Linked DNA regions of Mus musculus: region 1 is linked to region 2. A link is a contact called in public Hi-C data. All regions are on one chromosome and are shown on one strand. The core of a region is the stretch at or near the end of the contact, and the rest is flanking DNA. Distances in the headings are between cores, read along the strand shown. Region 1 overlaps Mtss1 (MTSS I-BAR domain containing 1). Region 2 holds the start of Sqle (squalene epoxidase).

Region 1 (4,537 bases), core at 1,402-3,901, 270 kb before region 2:
ATCTACTAAGATATATTAGACGGCTCCTGACACATACCAGAAAACTAAAGGAGCCATCTCCTGCAGGCACAGGCACCTTCACAACCTCCACTGCATGATGGGAGCCGAGAGCTCACAAGGCTGTTTAAAGCTCACTTCATTTTGGTATCACATTTATTTGTTGGTTTGTTGGTTGGTTTAAGGGCGGGGTGCAGGCATGGGCACAAATGTTGAAGCCAGTGAACAGCCCGTGGCCAGAAGTTCTCTCCTTCTACCACGTGAATTACAGGAACTGAACTCAGGACGTCAGTCTTAGTAGTTAGCACCCTTACCCACTGAGCCTTCTTGCCAGCCTTCACTAAAAAAATTTAAGTTAAAAATTCAATTATGCATCCAGACATGGTGGTACATGTCTTCAATCCTAGCACTCAAGAGACAGAGGCAGGCTGAGCTCTCTGAGTTTAAGGCCATCCTGGAGTTCCAGGACAGTCAGGGCTATACAGAGGAACCCTGTCTTGAAATCAAAAGACAGGAAAAAAAATTAGTTCTCAGACATGTTGCCTACCATATTCAGTGACTACCATATTGAATATATTCATTCTCATTCATTCTCATTCTCTCTCTCTCTCTTTCTCACACACACACAGAGTATTCCTACCATCAAAGAAATTCTCCTGCACAGACAAGCCTCCCTAGACTAAGAGGCCAGTATCCTTATGTCAGCTACTATAATGACATCATGGACCCACCAAGTCATACTTCAATTTAAAACAAACAAAACAAAAAGAACATGAGAGAGAAAAAAATAAATAAATAACACAAACCCGTTTTGACTTTGCCCAGCTCGTTTCCTCTTTCAGTAAATATTGCGAGAAAATTCTTATTTTTTTTAATAGCTTTGTTCTTCCGCCTTACACCCACATGTGTAACTCAAGTGAACCATAACTAAGTGGTCAAGTTTAAGACAGCAAAACCAAACTCGATAGTGTCTTCCAAAGCATCTTAACCTAGTGTTCCTACACACCCACCCACCGACACACACACACCAACACACACACACCCCAACACACCAACACACACACACACCCCGACACACACCCCGACACACACACACACACCCCGACACACACATACCGACACACACACACACACACACACACACCCTCCTCATCCCTTCCAATAGAGACCTGAGCACTAAGCAGGCCCATCCTTCTGTGAGCAAACTGTGCAGCGCACGACGTCTTAAATGTTTCTGCAAATCAACGACCGTCCCCTAGACACCTACGATGTGCAAGAAACAGACACATGAAGACTGCAAGAAAAACGTGCTAGCCATGAGTCTGTTGACTGGCTAAGTTTGCCTCCTAAGGAGAAATTAGCATTGAACCTGTCTCTCAAATACTCCAGAGTTCTCCCCTGTGCCTGAAAATAACCAATGAAGAAATGGCCCAAGGCCAGCTTCCCACAGTGGCCACAGGTTTAGCTACAGGTTAGCTGAAGGCAGTTTTAAACCTTTTGTGTTTTATGAATGAATATGAACACATTCCTTTAAAGTAGTATTTCAAGAATTTTTTTTTAATGTTCAGTGCTGAGCCTGCAAAAAGGACTTTTTTCTTTTTTAACTTTTTTTCCCCCTCCAGTTTGAAGCTAAAGTGCTTTGTACACAGTCATCACATGGCTCTAATTACAAACAAGAAAGTTCTAGAGTGGAATGCTACAGTCATCCAGAAGTTAAAGGCTACTAGAATCTCAAACAAACTGGTTAAAGTAAAACTCTGGGGTAAACAAGAGCAGCCTGGCTGGAACTCGGAAGTTTCCTAGCACCATCTGGCAGCAAAGGAAGAGTCCCTCCCTTCCCCCAACCAGCCAAGTGCAGGTGGCCACCTCCCCTGGACCATGACCTCCTCATGGGGGCAGGGAACTTCCTGCTACAGTGAAATATGAAGACACACTGGAACCCTAAGAGAGGGGTCACCAACATTCAAATTCTGAACTCTCAAGTGCACTCTGTCCAGTTGTCCAACCCAGCAGGCTCCCATGCCCAAGACTCCAGCATCCTTGCCAGGACCCACCAAGGCCCTTGAGTGGAGGGGGTGGGGGAGCTCTTGTGTAGAGTCACTCATCTGTACAACAGTGTCAGAAGCTCATAAATGATCATTTGGGTCTCAGGGCTCCCCATAAAGGTGGACAACACAGGTGGTTGTCGGCTGGAGCTTTCACGGTCTGTAGGGACAACGGTGATTGGAAGGCGCCAACAGCAGCATGTGCCCTTGAGGCCCTAAGCATGACAGATTCAGAGGTCGTGGGACTCAAACAACTCAGGGAGATCCTGAGCACATACAGAGGCCCCGTGAAGGCTGGGAGATGCACGAACAGAGGGACCAGATGTCCTAACGCTCTAGGGAGCTTCTCTGTGTGGGTGGAGACGCCATGGGTGGGTTATAGGCAGATGGCATAGCCAGGAAGCTTTTAAACAGATTGCAGAGTCCCACCCGATTGTCCACCACAGCCCTCAAGGCTGAACCTGACTGAGCACACATATCTTCAGGGACAACATCATGCCCAGAAAGTGCAGACCCGTGGCATTTAACAAACACACCCTAAAGGTGTGCACCGTCCACTGAGGTCACAGACACCTTCTAAAGCAGCAAGGTCGCTTAACGGAACCTAAGCCAGACAGATTTCCTCACCGGCCTTGGAGTCCTAAGTCACTGGTGAAAGCACCCCCCGCCCCCCCCCATGCACTTGGTCCCAGCTCCACCTGCCCCACCACACACAACTCCAACTGCAGGGGGAGTCCCACAACTCAATCCTGCCCAAATGCCCATCTCCGGCACCCAGGTTTCTTGCTCCCGCCCTCTGTCTTCATCTGATTAAGGCCGCTTCCTCTCTTCTGTTGTCTCTGGAATAAAAGCAGAAGTCCTGAAGACAAATTAGGAAAGGGATTTACCCCACCCAACCTCATATGCAGTTGATGTAACAAGACTTACGCAGTGTTTAATACCATGGAAAATGAGTGAACGAAGGAAGGTTTGCTGGTCTTATCTCGGGAACCCCACACACACACACACACCCCAGTTCTTTTTACCGTGAGGAAATTAAAACTTGGGGTTACACAGTTAAACAGCCAAAAGTCAAACCTAGACATCTCAGCTCCATACCAAGGTTTTTTTGCATGAACTGGGGTTTTTAATGCCGTTGGGTTGAAGTCACTTTAAAACCAAATATAAGCACATGCTAAGGCCAGAAGCTCCTTACATAAGGGATCCTAACTTACTGGTCCCGGTCCAGGTTAGGGGAGGGGCTCCAGTTCACTGGCCACGTGACCTGCATCAGTGTCCAGACACGACCTGTTTTGAGTCTGTCCCTTGAGATTTTCATCACATGGTGCTTTAAGAAGACCCTGGGCCCTCTTACCCAGCTCTACCCGTTAACCAATCAACCATAATCCAAAAACATTGAATGTAAAATTATAGAAATAAACAATTCCTAAGTTTCAAGTAGCTCTTATTGTCGTATTGTAACTGATCTCATTATTAGATGTTGTTAATCTCATTGTGCCTGATTTATACAATAAAGCTTATCGTGTGTGTGTGTGTGTGTGTGTGTGTGTGTGTATGTGAGAAAGTATACACACCAGGCATCCAATGTGGGTCATGGGAAGGATCACCAATAACAAAGAAGAGACAACTCTAAAACACTCAAAACAGAGTCCAGCTCACAGGACGCAAAGGACATTAGCAATCATGACTTTCACTATTAAAGCCATGCTCACTTTTAGACATGTTCTACTCTGCCTGGAGCCCATTTCTCTCCTCCTGAAAACCTTGAGCTCCTTTGAGTGGTCCTGGCACATCATCATCTGCACATTCCCAGGATGGGTTTTCAAAGATGTAAACCTATTTACAGTGGCACGCAAAAACATGCAAAACCAAGTCACTCAGCACTGTGCTCTTCAAAGGCCCTTGCTGACCTAAGCAGACAGTGTTGTGAGGAGCAGTCCTGAGAGGCTGCACACAGCGGGCGCCTGGATCAGACAGCACTCCCAGGTGTGCAGGTGCTCTCCCCAGCACATACGGCCGTCTGCCGCAGCATACTTACTGAGAAGCCTTCCATTTGCTTGCCTTACTTTTCTTTCCTCGGTCTGTAAGTAACTGACCCTGACAAACGCATACTCCTGAGACAGCCACAAAAATCAAAGACAGTTAAGACCTACCAACTAATTTTGTTGTGGCCAGTGAATCTGAAGAAAGACAGCATGTTCAGAGTTTACATAAATAAGATGTTAATTCCAGAGTATAAACTAAGCACATAGAATTGTGCCTATTGCCAATAAACTCAAATTCCATCATTTCATGATACACATTATATATGTATATATTATATAAATAATATATACATGAGATTAATCAAGTTATATGATTTTATTTAGAAAATCAGTATCAAAATGGAGTCCAGATTTCAATATTGTAAACAAGGTAAGCATATTATGAAAATTGATTTTTATCCACATAGTAACTACTTGTGGAAGATTTTCATAAATTTTGTTAATAACTCA
Region 2 (4,366 bases), core at 837-3,336:
TTTAAACACTTCACTCACTAAAATTGTTCGTAGCATGTAGAACCGCTGTGCCTGTACTACAGGCTCAAATCATACATGTCAAATACTGACTCAGACAAGATGAATCTTCAGACCCATTCCCTTTGTTGCACCAGCTACTTGTTGGGTTCTGAAGAGCAGCATTTGAATAGTGGCTATTTTGTCATTCAAGTTCTTTCTAGAGCACCATTCCTGACAGGCTCATAGATACTTCCCAATACTGTGACTGTAGCCTGATGTTTTGTTTGCCCAAAAGAATTAAAATAGTGTGGAAGTGGGATAGAGCTTTAAAGCATTGAGTCATGCGATTGATAATCAATGACTGTTATGTTCTAATCTATGTCCGATTAAGTGGATTATCTAGTAATGGTTGCATTGTCTTGGCCAAAATCAGAATAACAAGAAGGATCCTGAGTTCTGTTTTTCAATGTGGACAGTCTTTTCCCTGAGTTAATTCCGTGTTTTACCTTCGGACACAATTCCTTAGCTTCAGGAGTGACAGTTTTAGTTTGCCTCTTTGTATGCCTGACATGTGGAACTGACCACCAAGATCTCATCCTATGTTCTGTGCAAATGCTGCTTTTTGAGAGTATTAGATACATCTCATTTTCTCCTACTAGTGCCCAAAGGTGGGAGACATTTGGCAAGGTTAAGACTCATTTAAGTTGCCTAGAATTTCAGCTTATTGTTGGTTGGACTTAGGAACATGGAGAGACCCTCATTAGGAATGTGGTGTTAGGGCCAGAGAGATGACTCAGCTGTTAAGAGCAATGGCTTCTATGAGAGGTCCACAGTTCAAGTCCTAGTGCTCGAATGGCTGCTTACAACTGTTACTGTAGTCCCATGGGATCCAGTGCCTTCTTCTAAAGTGCAGCCATACATGTAGACAAAATACATAAGTAAACAAATCGAAAGGAAGGAAGAAATGTGGAGCTAGATAGAGTTGGCTGTGCCTGCTGCAAAGGGTTGGTAGGATACAGTTCTGTGAGACTTACTTCTTTCATTATTAAAGGATAAACGGGTTAAACAACTGTACCTGTTTGAATGACTTAAAAAAAAATCGCAGAAACTAATAAAGATATCTGAGAAGTGTTTAGGGTGAGACCTAAACCATAGATAACTAAGAACTCAACGAAAGCTTGATAATTAAATGGTACTGTCGAGTCTGAAATTCGGTTACATGACAGTAGCTGTGGATAGTATAAAATGATGTTGTTAGTCTCATGAACGACGGCAGATAAACTGCTCGGTTACTTCTGTAACAGAAAGGTAATGCCATTCTTGCAAGACTGCTGTAAGGGTTGAATGAATGTTTGCAACGCTCTGGCATAGTGCTTAAAACATAAAATGATCTTATTAAACAGTTTTGGGATTGCTGTTGATTAGGACATTTTTTTTTTTTTTCCTTTCTCATTCTTTCTTTAACCCGAGAAGGATTTCACTGTGTATCTCTGACTGGTCTGGAACACGCTATGCAGATCAAGCTGGCCTCAAACTCACAGAGATCCTCTTGCATCCCGAGTTCTGGGATTAAAGGCGTGATCCATCTCCACCTACTGACTTCTCTCATTTTCTTTAGTCCTCGTCCACTAATTATGGCAGGTTCGCCGGCGTGTCACGTCCTCCTCGCCTTTCTAGCCCGTGATCATCCAGTCCGCCCGGATGACTCCTGTAGCTCTCTTGCGTTTGAGCCACCAGGAGCCACCAAGAGTTCCTCCAGAGCGAGCTCCACCCTCCGCAGGTGGGGCCTGAGGACCCCGCGGCGGCCAGGCCGAGCGGGCACCGCCCCATTCACCCACCGGCCCCGCGCCCACCCCACGCACCCGCCCCGCACCACGCAACATCGCCCTAGCGCCTCTGCGACTGGCGCCGCGCGGAGTGCGCCGCCCGCCATTGGACAAACGCTCTATAGCGCCATCTCAGCCTACCGCGCGGTGCGCGCTCTCATTGGTTCGGACGGCGTGGGAGGCGGGGTCCGCTCAAGGGGCGGTGCCGGGCCGGAGCCCCGCCTCCCGGTCCCTGGGCTGGGCCGAGCCCGCCGGGCGGCTGAAGCGCGTGGGGCCGGGTTGCGAGCGGGGCGCGCAGCGGTTACTCTGGTTACTGTCCGCGAGGGATGCTGGGGACCCGGCGGGCAGGAGCCTTCGCCTCGCTCTGAAGGACGCTCATCCGAGACAGCCATTCACTCTCGAGGAAGGCAAGTGTCGGTCGGACAGGTTCCCGGCCGTGACTTCGGGGCTTGCTTGAGGAGGAATCTCCAAGGGAGGGCTGAGCTGCCAGGCTGCCGCCGCGCTTCGGGACGCCGTGGCCATCTTTTGTTGGAGAAGGCTGCCGGGGCAGTGTTGCTAAGGGCAGCTTTCCCAGCACCCAGATCCTTCTACGCTCCCGACTCCTTCCTACCGAGCACCTGCTGCTGGTGACAAAAGACCGTTTACAGCCAGGCGAGCGGACATCGAAGTATACAGCCACATTCGCACCCCTCAGCCCAATAGAGAGGCCCGTGTCCATCAGTTGGCTGAATGAAGAAGTGTGTAATCAGGAGCCGTTGGGGTAGGCAGGCTTTAAATGCTGCCTTTTAAGATCTGGACAACTTAAGATACATTTGCACTCTCAATGATTTCAAAAATTGATCACATCTGACTCGTGATCCTGAAACTATTTATTGGAAGAAGTTCGACCGGTTGCCCCGAACCCCTTTGAGAACTACATTTTGGGGACATTTTAATCACTGAAGACCTTCCGAGGAAAAAAGACCCCCCCAAGAGACCCCCAAAACACAAAATCCTCAGCCTTGGCTGGTGCCACCAAAGAAGCCTTTTGAGCCATGTGGACTTTTCTTGGCATTGCTACCTTCACCTATTTTTATAAGAAATGCGGGGATGTCACCCTGGCCAACAAGGAGCTCCTGCTGTGCGTGCTGGTGTTCCTGTCGCTGGGCCTGGTGCTCTCCTACCGCTGTCGCCATCGACACGGGGGCCTCCTTGGCCGCCATCAGAGCGGCGCCCAGTTCGCTGCCTTCTCGGATATTCTCTCTGCTTTGCCTCTTATTGGCTTCTTCTGGGCCAAGTCACCTGAATCAGAAAAGAAAGAACAGCTGGAGTCCAAGAAGGTATGCCTGATGCCACAGTGGGCAAATGAATGGGATCGTATTTTAAACTTCAGATCGAGGTCACTGAAGTTTATGGTTTCTTTAAAAGTCACGAAAGTGGTGGCTTAGAAGCGTCAGTGTTCTCATTTGATTGCGTTTCTTAAAGTTCTGGACTGTGTTGTGGCTGTGCTCTTAGGGAAGATGAAAAGCATTTGTTGTGTGAACCTCAGGGATTGGGTGTTGATTTTGGTAGGAAATGTTAGAATTTCATTTGGGAGACAGACTCACTGTGGCTTTTAATTTAAAATCCCTGGGTAAGGATGATTTTTGTTCCTGACAAGGGAGAATTTGTGTGGCAGGTAAGGCTACTTATAAATGTGATGGCAGACAGTGGAAAGTGACAGCAATTTGAAAAGCAATAAAGATGCCTAACACTTTAAAGTTTTGGGCAGAAATCCGTCCCCCACTATCTATTGAAGCAATTAGTCAGCGCAGTCCGCTCCTAAGTTGAGTCAGAGCTGAATGACAGGCTTACGTTAGAGACTGGATCTTTAAATATTTGTGGTGCCATTAATTACTTCGAGGGAATGATGGGGCCAGTGGTAGGTGATGAGAGAGGAACAGGGCGGCAAGTCAGATCACGTAGGACCTACTAGCCAGGGATATGTGAACTTTTCCCTTAAGAGCGTTGGAAAGATAGAGTAACAATGCTTGATTTCTACAAAAGTAAGAATAAATAATGTTTGGGAACTACATTGCAGTACACAGCCGTGCAAGAAGGGACATTGCTGTGATGCTGAAGCTGGGTGTCCAGTGTGCATGAGAGAGAGTGGCCAGGATGAGTTACCCACCTAGCAGTATAGACTTTGGGGTCTGCTTTCTTTAATAAAGTCCATAGTACAAATTAGCAAAGGTGGTAGAAGAAAAGAACTTGGTTCAGAGTTTTAGTTTAGTTCTGCCACTTGTTGCTGTAATACTTTGGGGATGGTTTGATTTCTGTCAAAATCAGGTTCCTGTTAGCTTAGATGAGGGTGGTACCACCGTCGCTGGTACTCAGGGAATGAAGTAAGTTCATGTTTGCAGAATGGCCGGTGCTCAACCATCTAATAAGTAACTAAGCTGTTGACACTAGTCTAAAGATGGCATTCTCTGTTGGGGGTAGGGAGGATGCTCGACTGGTTTCATTTTGGGACTGCTTCAGGCTTTCTCCTTACCTGGAAACCAGAGAGCCAGCTGCTGGCATGAGTTCTGCTCAGTGCTCAC

What was found. Hi-C and Micro-C count contacts between places; a contact is called where the count stands out from the background.
Region 1: a Hi-C map of bone marrow-derived macrophages shows a contact between it and region 2, with 28 read pairs. A contact is called at or near these places in 11 of 39 promoter capture datasets (the 3T3-L1 cell line, the C10 cell line, the HPC-7 cell line and 7 more), 4 of 484 Hi-C or Micro-C datasets (the 3T3-L1 cell line, the C2C12 cell line, bone marrow-derived macrophages and 1 more), 33 of 130 datasets of targeted methods (the NIH/3T3 cell line, the SCID.adh cell line, VIP interneurons and 24 more) and 4 of 9 other capture datasets (adipose tissue, liver, macrophages and 1 more).

What each region holds. Positions count from the first base shown.
Region 1 is chr15:59,046,125-59,050,661 of GRCm38.p6, forward strand. All of the region lies in intron 3 of Mtss1 (MTSS I-BAR domain containing 1), which reads right to left. Among named protein-coding and RNA genes, the nearest start is that of Mtss1, 34 kb to the right of the region's middle.
Region 2 is chr15:59,313,006-59,317,371 of GRCm38.p6, forward strand. It overlaps Sqle (squalene epoxidase), which reads left to right and starts at 2,087. Exons shown (of 11, transcript NM_009270.3): 1 at 2,087-3,124. The coding sequence starts at 2,840.